2 separate regions of the Mus musculus genome follow, and region 1 is linked to region 2. Evidence: chromatin contacts called from public Hi-C data. All regions are on one chromosome and are shown on one strand. The core of a region is the stretch at or near the end of the contact, and the rest is flanking DNA. Distances in the headings are between cores, read along the strand shown. Region 1 overlaps Snx18 (sorting nexin 18). Region 2 has its middle 14 kb from the start of Gm41071.

What was found. Hi-C and Micro-C count contacts between places; a contact is called where the count stands out from the background.
Region 1: a Hi-C map of cerebellum shows a contact between it and region 2, with 1.8 times the contacts expected there. The contact joins two enhancer-like sites. A contact is called at or near these places in 8 of 484 Hi-C or Micro-C datasets (bone marrow-derived macrophages, cerebellum, cortical neurons and 5 more), 7 of 115 datasets of contacts at active chromatin or transcription factors (the HPC-7 cell line, cardiomyocytes, embryonic stem cells and 2 more) and 1 of 9 other capture datasets (bone marrow-derived macrophages).

Annotation. Positions count from the first base shown.
Region 1 is chr13:113,594,664-113,598,673 of GRCm38.p6, reverse strand. It overlaps Snx18 (sorting nexin 18), which reads left to right. Exons shown (of 2, transcript NM_130796.4): 2 at 3,812-4,010. Among named protein-coding and RNA genes, the nearest start is that of Snx18, 22 kb to the left of the region's middle. Within about 2 kb of position 2,448, at least 84 of the 459 cell types and tissues checked have an H3K27ac peak or open chromatin away from gene starts, as enhancers often do. A contact at or near this core is called in cerebellum, where this site is marked.
Region 2 is chr13:113,407,899-113,411,445 of GRCm38.p6, reverse strand. No RefSeq gene overlaps it. Among named protein-coding and RNA genes, the nearest start is that of Gm41071, 14 kb to the left of the region's middle. Within about 2 kb of position 1,370, at least 22 of the 459 cell types and tissues checked have an H3K27ac peak or open chromatin away from gene starts, as enhancers often do. A contact at or near this core is called in cerebellum, where this site is marked.

The DNA of each region.
Region 1 (4,010 bases), core at 1,199-3,698, 190 kb before region 2:
CAGTCCTGTCCTTTTACAGCCCTGAGTTGTCTTTGCAGAATGTTACCGTTTGCCCATCAAATGAACCCATACATTCCCGAAGCAACTGTGTAGTAATATTTAGGGTTGGAGTCTGACAATCTGTGTCAACTTCTGAAGCATCTAAGTAGATGGAGGAAAAAAAAGAAAAGAAAAACATAAACTCCCTCCCATATTTGAGTTTGTGTTTAGACTTTCGAATACCGTAGTGTGTACCTTTTCAATATTTAAGATAAGAAAACCATACATCTTAAAGTATAAAAGGTTTTACAGGTTCAGTTAGTAAGTTGAATTAGGTCAGTAAAAGGAAAGTGTCACACATAAACAAATAGTTTCCTGTATACATTCAGAGTACCTTTTGAATTACGCGTTTGAAAATGTCAGGGGCTGGAGGGGTGGCTCTTTGTGTAAGAGCTGAGCAGGAGCCGAGCGCCAGGATCTGAGTTTGGATCTCAGCATCTGTTTCACAAAGCTGGGTACGGCTTCAGCTGCCGGGGATCCCAGTACTCTGGGAAGAGAGGAGCCAGCAAGGTCACCGCGCCTGCTAACTCTGGTCTTGCTCCAAGTTCAGTGAGATAATGTTATAAGGGAATAAGGTAGAGAATGATAAAATAGGACACCACACTCACATACATCCTTGATATCCATCCTCCCTCGACATACACGTATGTGTGCATGGATGTGTGAGCGCAGCACACACCGTGTACACCACACAAGCCTGTGTGAGCACACCAGCAGTCTGCAGCCAGAAGGGAGCAACATTGGCTGACCTGTAGGCAGGACGGGCTCCCCTCTGCCCACCGTCCCTGCTTGCCTGTCCAGGCACTCGCTCCTTTTCTGCTGAGTCAGGGTATTTGCTCTGAAATCAGGTACACATTCAGACCCCACCTCTTACTACGGGGTTACCTGGGTGACTCTCAGGTTCACGTAGGGAGCAGCTCTCCATTTCCCTTGTTCAAGTAGGAGTAGTAATATCTGCTGTAAGCTGTAGCAAGGGCAGGAGCAGTGTGCATGGTGCCTAGCCTATACCGGGGCTGTTTTTGACAATGATCCCTTAATTTATCTCCTTCCTATATCCCCACTACCCTTATCACAACACATGGCATCTTGCTGACCCTTTGAGCAACCGTAGTGAAGCTAGCCTGTGGGGCATTTTCTGTCATGACATACTTGTGGTACCTTTGGGAAGGCACATCTGGCTCCCATTCAGAATTCTGAGCTTTGTAGTATTGTGTCACTGAGTCTGGCTGGTGTGCCAGTCCTGAGTGTGCTTGCCTGCCACATGGTCCCCTGGTGAGCTCACAGAGGGTTGGGGCTAGAGTACGCGTGTTAGATTTTACCTGTTCTGCAGAGTCAGCATGTTAAACCCGTTAGGTTTGCTTGCCATCGGTATTCCTTAACTGCGTTAAGGCCATTACATGGGTTGTAAAAATAACCGCTCTGTACTGTTTACCTAACAGAGTCACAGGTGGAAGAACACTCAGTCCTGAATTTTTTTCTTGGCCCCTTGAACAAACACTCACACTTGGAAGCCTTGGCAATTCTGTCTGTTCAGAGTTCCTTATCCTTTAGCTTAGAGGACATTCACCCGCTCCTGGGCCATGTTTCACTCCTGAGCTCTCTTGACGGCTGGGAGCCAGAACACCGCAGTGAGACAAATGTTATATACTGCACAGGCACCTGAGCAGGGCGTGCACTGTGCAGCCATGGGGAGCACACATGGCTCGGTGGTCAGTGGTAGAGCTCATCTCTTGTGTTTGCGTCCTGGACTATGGTCTCCAGAAGCACACAGTCAAATCACAAAGGCCTCCCCTCTTCCCTCCATGTCATTTTAAAACGTGGATTTTTTTTTATCTTTGGGAGTCTTTTGAGATTTTTTTTTTCTCTAGAGTGTTGCCTCTCTGAGTTCCCGGTCTTTTCATTTTTTATATCTGTACATACATGGGAAGCCTGCACAAACGTAACAGAGACACTCACTGTATTACAAAACTGCATGCGGCTGGGAGGGGTCTTTTTACCATGAAGCAGGCAGGGCCAGGCACGGTGCACATCTTTAATTCCGCACTCAGGAGGTAGAGGCAGACCTTTCTCTGTGGGTTTCCTCTCCCCCTTCCCCCAGTCTACAAAGGGAGTTCCAGGCCAGCTAGGAGTTTACAGTAAGACCCTGTCTCAAAACACACAAGCAACGATACAGAGCAGGCACATGCTAAAACTTCACTGATGCTGTCAGGCTAGGAGAAAGGTTGAAGGTGTCATACTTCCTTAGCTGAGCAGGGGTAAGGGGCAGTCTTGAAACCATGAGTTGCTTCAGGGGGATCCTTGCCGCCTCTCTGCCTAGCAAAGCATCTTTCTCAGTGACAGGGTGGAATGATGCCCGCACGGATGTCTGCCCCTGCTGGGCTGTGCCCTGCTGCTCTGGGACTCTGCCCATCTCAGTGAAAGATCTCATTTAGAAAGAGCTCATGAAAAATGTGTGGTATGTACGTTCCTCCACAGACGTGCATTTCTCTTGGTAAAATCTGCTGTTGGCGGGTTTTCACTTCCACTCTGGATAGTGTGAAGCAGGGCGGGGCCACCCCAGAGCGCAGTGGTAGAAGAGTGTGGCATATGTGAGGTGAGCCTGCATTTTCTACAAAAAGTACTAACATAGCATTTTGAAAAGCACACTGTTTATTTAGCCTTAGTTGAATACTGGTTTGCTCTCTTAATTTTCAGATTTGAGGGTAATTAGAGACAAGGTGAGCTCCGGGTAAACGCAAGCTCATAACTGAATAGGTTTCTCCTCGACATTGCACTCACAGACTGCTGGGTCACCCTCCTGGCTTCCACGTTCTCTAGTCTCTGCCTTTTAGATTGCTTAAGTTGTATGAGTTCTAGATGCCTTTGACATCTCCATTCTAAAACTGCTGAAATGTGCTCAGACCATGTGAGCGTCAACCTTGTTCAGCCCTGAAGCCAGTAGATACTTTCATGTCCTGCCTCCTCTGCCTTCCGTGTGGCATGTGCTTCGGAGGGAGAGTCACCTCTTGTGTGGCCCCTGCCAAAATGACCGATCCCACCCTGCCCAGCAGTACTAGATAAGAAGCTGTGGTACCCTTGGTGACCTTCTGAAGCAGTCATTAGAGCAAACTTAAAACCCACGCAAGTCTCCCAGACGATGCTGCTGCCAGACTAGGCATCCGTTACCCCCTCCCCATCCCCCCGCTGCTGTCAGGCACATCATGTAGGCTCGGGCTCTGGGTAAACCTGGCATGAACTTGGGTGCCCTGACAGCTTCATTGTACCCTGGCAACACTACCCAGACACCCTCCCTTCCCCCACCATCGTTTGATTTCCAGCTTGAGTTGGTATTGACAGGCTTCAGAGACGGCTCTGACCTTATACAGTAGCACTGTGGTGACATTTCTTTTCCTCAGGAAAGGGGACTCAGCCTTTATAAGGTATTATAATGATTCTCTTAATATGCAGGGGTATAATAGTCTTAAGCACTGTAAAAACGAAAAGTATGGTTTGGGGGTTTATCTTTAGGACAAATTTTTGTACCTTTTTGTTAAGTACAGAGGCTTGGTCAGCATGGAACATTGGTTGGAGCGCTGGTCAGGCTGCTTTATAAATTGGTATTTACAGTCACCATTTTGAATTCCAAAGGCTGCTGAAAAAGTTTAGGCAAATACTGACGGTACCCAAGTTCCTGTTACTTAGCTATGTCATTGGGATTTGTGCATGTGTGTGTGTGTGTGTGTGTGTGTGTGTGTGTGTATGTATTTTAATTAATTGTTGTCTTTGACCACAGGAGCTCTTACCAAAGTAAAGGAGAGTAGGCGACACGTGGAAGAAGGGAAGATGGAGGTCCAAAAAGCTGACGGCATTCAAGACCGCTGTAACACTATTTCCTTCGCCACGTTGGCCGAGATTCATCACTTCCATCAAATTAGAGTAAGAGACTTTAAATCACAGATGCAACATTTTTTACAACAACAAATAATATTTTT
Region 2 (3,547 bases), core at 121-2,620:
ATAAATGAATTACTGTCCCAGGCAAGGGCCAAGTCTAGGGAATCCACTAGTAACAGTGAAGCCACGAACCAGCCACAGCAACTCATCCCTCCCCCAGATACAGGGACCCTCAAGCCTACTCCACTTGACCCCCTGACCTCATTCACATCCTGACTCTTCTTTTCTCTCAAAACTGTTAAACTTTTGAAATCTTAGCCTGTTGTAAGATGTTTAAACCAGTCTTTTCTTTACCCTTATTTTATCGAGAGATTGAAATCTGCCAGCCTAGCTCCAGTCACAGCAGAGTTGAAACAGACCTCTGCCTTGGAGCATGGTAACAGTGTCTAGCCTTCCATCAAGAGCTTTTACTTCCTTGAGTAAAACAAGATAATGTGAAATGATCACACAACAGTCACCCGAAACTGCTTTGACATACTGAGATCCAAGAGCTCTTGGTAGAAATGAGCAGAATTCCTGTCCATTGGGAACCAAACCTAGCCCATGGGTTGCAAGGTTTTACCTTGTGTAGTAGCCAAGGGCAAGTCAATCCAAGTCTAGACTGATGAATGTAGGGTAATTCCAAGATCTGTGATCACTGAAACCAAGCCTTCTGGCCTTCTTGGAAATTTCCTCACTACGTATGGTTTGAACTCTCATTTTTGACAAAAGACTTACTTTCTCTGGATCTCAATTTCATTTATTTTTCACTTGTTCAAGAAATTATTTTTTATACATAGTGGGGCAACAGTGGCCCAAAGAATCAAGCAAGGTGGCACAGGTCTATTATCCCATTTAGGAGATTGAGGCAGGAGGATTATAAAGTCAGACTAGGCTTCATAGTGGGAGCCTGAAAATAAAATAAAGAGAAACGAAACCAAAAATGGCCCAAAGTAAGATTAGACCCAAACACTGGAGTTGTGTCAAGATGACTTATCCGACGTCATAAGTCACTTCTGAATCTAATTATTGATAAGTAACCCATTGAGTGGACTGGACTGGTCCAGTTCTGTGCAATGCAGGGTTCCCTGGGACATTACCTTGCTCTATCACAAAACTGCAAATGACATGGAAATAATAGTTGGGGGGGGGGGCTTGTTCTTATCTGATCACAGCAGTCCTTTGAGGCTTTGGACTTAGCTCCCTGCCAGGAACACTCTCCGTCCTCTCCCTCATTCGCTCACTGGTCAAGTCTACTTCAAAAGCTCCCTTCCAAGTAAAGCAAAGGTCACAACACCACTGACCAGAAGCAATCTGAAGAGTCACTCGACTCGCTCTGTGTTAGCAGGGTGATGTATCCCTCCAGGAGGAGGCGGTGGGTACCACGTCAGTTTCCATGGAAGTGTTAACAGACTTCCTAAAGGATGCAGTTTCCCAGCAGGACACCCGAAGCCGACTGCAGAATGAAAGCGTGCCGCATGCAGTTCCATCTGCTTCACATTATGTTTGCCAGGAGACAAATGTACAGCCCTCCGACTCCAAAAATATGTGTCGGTCTTAGCCAAAAATACATTTGTTCTTGGATTCATAAAAAATTCAGGCCATGTGAAATATGTGAGGAGCATGCACTCTCATGAAAAATACTGACTGAAAAGAAAAAAAGAACTCCTTAAAAGCTTTCATTGAGAAGCAGCAAGGTTGGCGCAGCTCTGGGCATAGGAAGAGAAGCAGAATGGGAAATAAGAAAGCTTTGCCCTTGGTGGGGAAATATTATATGGACCACCTCCTAGCATCCCAGAAAGGCCATGAGCAGCCATAGGTCAGGGTCTCCCCACTTCTGCGTGGGGTTACTTAAAAAGCCAGAGGCAAGGCCTATCAACTCTGAACTCTTGGTTTTGGTATCTGTGGGGTTTTTCAACATATCTGTGTTCAAGAGCCAGTTTTATTTTTCTTTTTCTCCAGTTCACAATGGGCCAAAGCTCTTATAAAATTATAATAAGAATGGATTACTAAAAACAAAGGAAATACAAATAATATAGAACATGAGCCTCTATTTTGAAATCACATCAGATTCAACACACATAAAGTTATGTTTGCCAATTGTAGCCAGAGGCCATTTTGAGAGTGTGACCATCAGGACTGGAACCAAAGCAGCATAGGCATCCCTGTTCCCTCTCCCAGCACAAGATGACACTTTGGGGCTGCCTATTCTGTGTGGTCTGGGTCCCACCATGTCCCTGAATCAAGAAGAGGAGGCCCCTGTAGAGGAACTGTCCAGGAGACACAAAATACAGAGGAGAAAGACTTTCCAGGAGAGTCTCAAAGGTAAGGAGAGGACAAAGGCCTAGCTCCAACTTCTCCATGACAAGACTCAAAGGCCAAAAGTACTTTGACTGAGGGCACAGCAGTCTCACGAGTGCCAAGATGAACAGCAGCTGCTATATGCAGGACCGACAAGAAGTTGGTGACTGGTAACCCCATGCATGCCTTCCCACAGCGTGTGCCCTAGAGAATATCCTCACTCAACAGCAGCAAGCTCTCAGGTAACCTGGCTCTCTCTTCACTCATTAGATTCTCTGTATCATGGGCAAGCATGGACTAAGCATCTTGCCGGACCTCAGTTTACTAGCCCAGAAAAACAATGCATCTTCTGGGGGGTTGCTGAGAAGATGAGGTGGGTTGAGAGGAACTCTGAGTTCATTTCTTTAGTTAGCTTGAGATTCCCACAATCCCATTGGGTCCAGCAAGGCACCTAGACATAGAAAAGTATAAATTGAATAAACCATGTAGAAGGTGGACACGGGTCCCAAGTTTGTACTTGAGAAGACTAAGCCAACGTTACAGGACTCATTGCTAAGGACTAACAAGAACAGCAGAATATGTAAAGAACTGACTGGGAATCCGGATGTCAATAGAGGGGGAAAGTAGGTAACATACAGATACTATGCTAACAAGCTGAGAGGATGTGCCAGAGCCCTGATGGGACAGTGGAGCTATTCTAGAGTCCAAAGCGAGACACTTGTGTCCTCCATGGCCTGCAAGTCACAATGCTGAGTATGTAATCCTGAGTCTTCTTTAGCAAGCTCTAAACTCAAGGATCTACCTTTGCCATATCCAGGCAACATACGTCATTGTTGTTGTGTCAATGAGCACAGTGGTCATTTATTAGATTCGTATTTTTTAGTACAACTGATTTAATCTACATTTAAAATTTTTCCCATCATGTCTATGAGATGGCTCACAAGATCAAGACGATAGCTGCCAATCCTGATGCCCTGGGTTCAATCCCTGGACTACACGTGAGCAGCGGACTGACTTGTCGCTTCCTTATGTGTGATGTGGCACATCCTCTAACTCCCAAACACACAATTTAAAAGTACGTAAATGTAACAAAGCAGTTGTTTGTTTCGAGGCAGGATTTCTTTGTGTAGCCCTGGCTGCCCTGGAACTTACTCTCTAGACCAGGCTGGCCTCGAACTCACAGAGATCCACCAGCCTCTGCCTCCCCGGTGTTGGTATTAAAGACCCAGCAACAAACAATTTTTAATGAAAAAATGTTTTAAAACATCTCTTGCACTTAAGGCCTGGTAGCTACTTAGCTTTTAGGCTGTATCTCCCAGTGCATGTATGG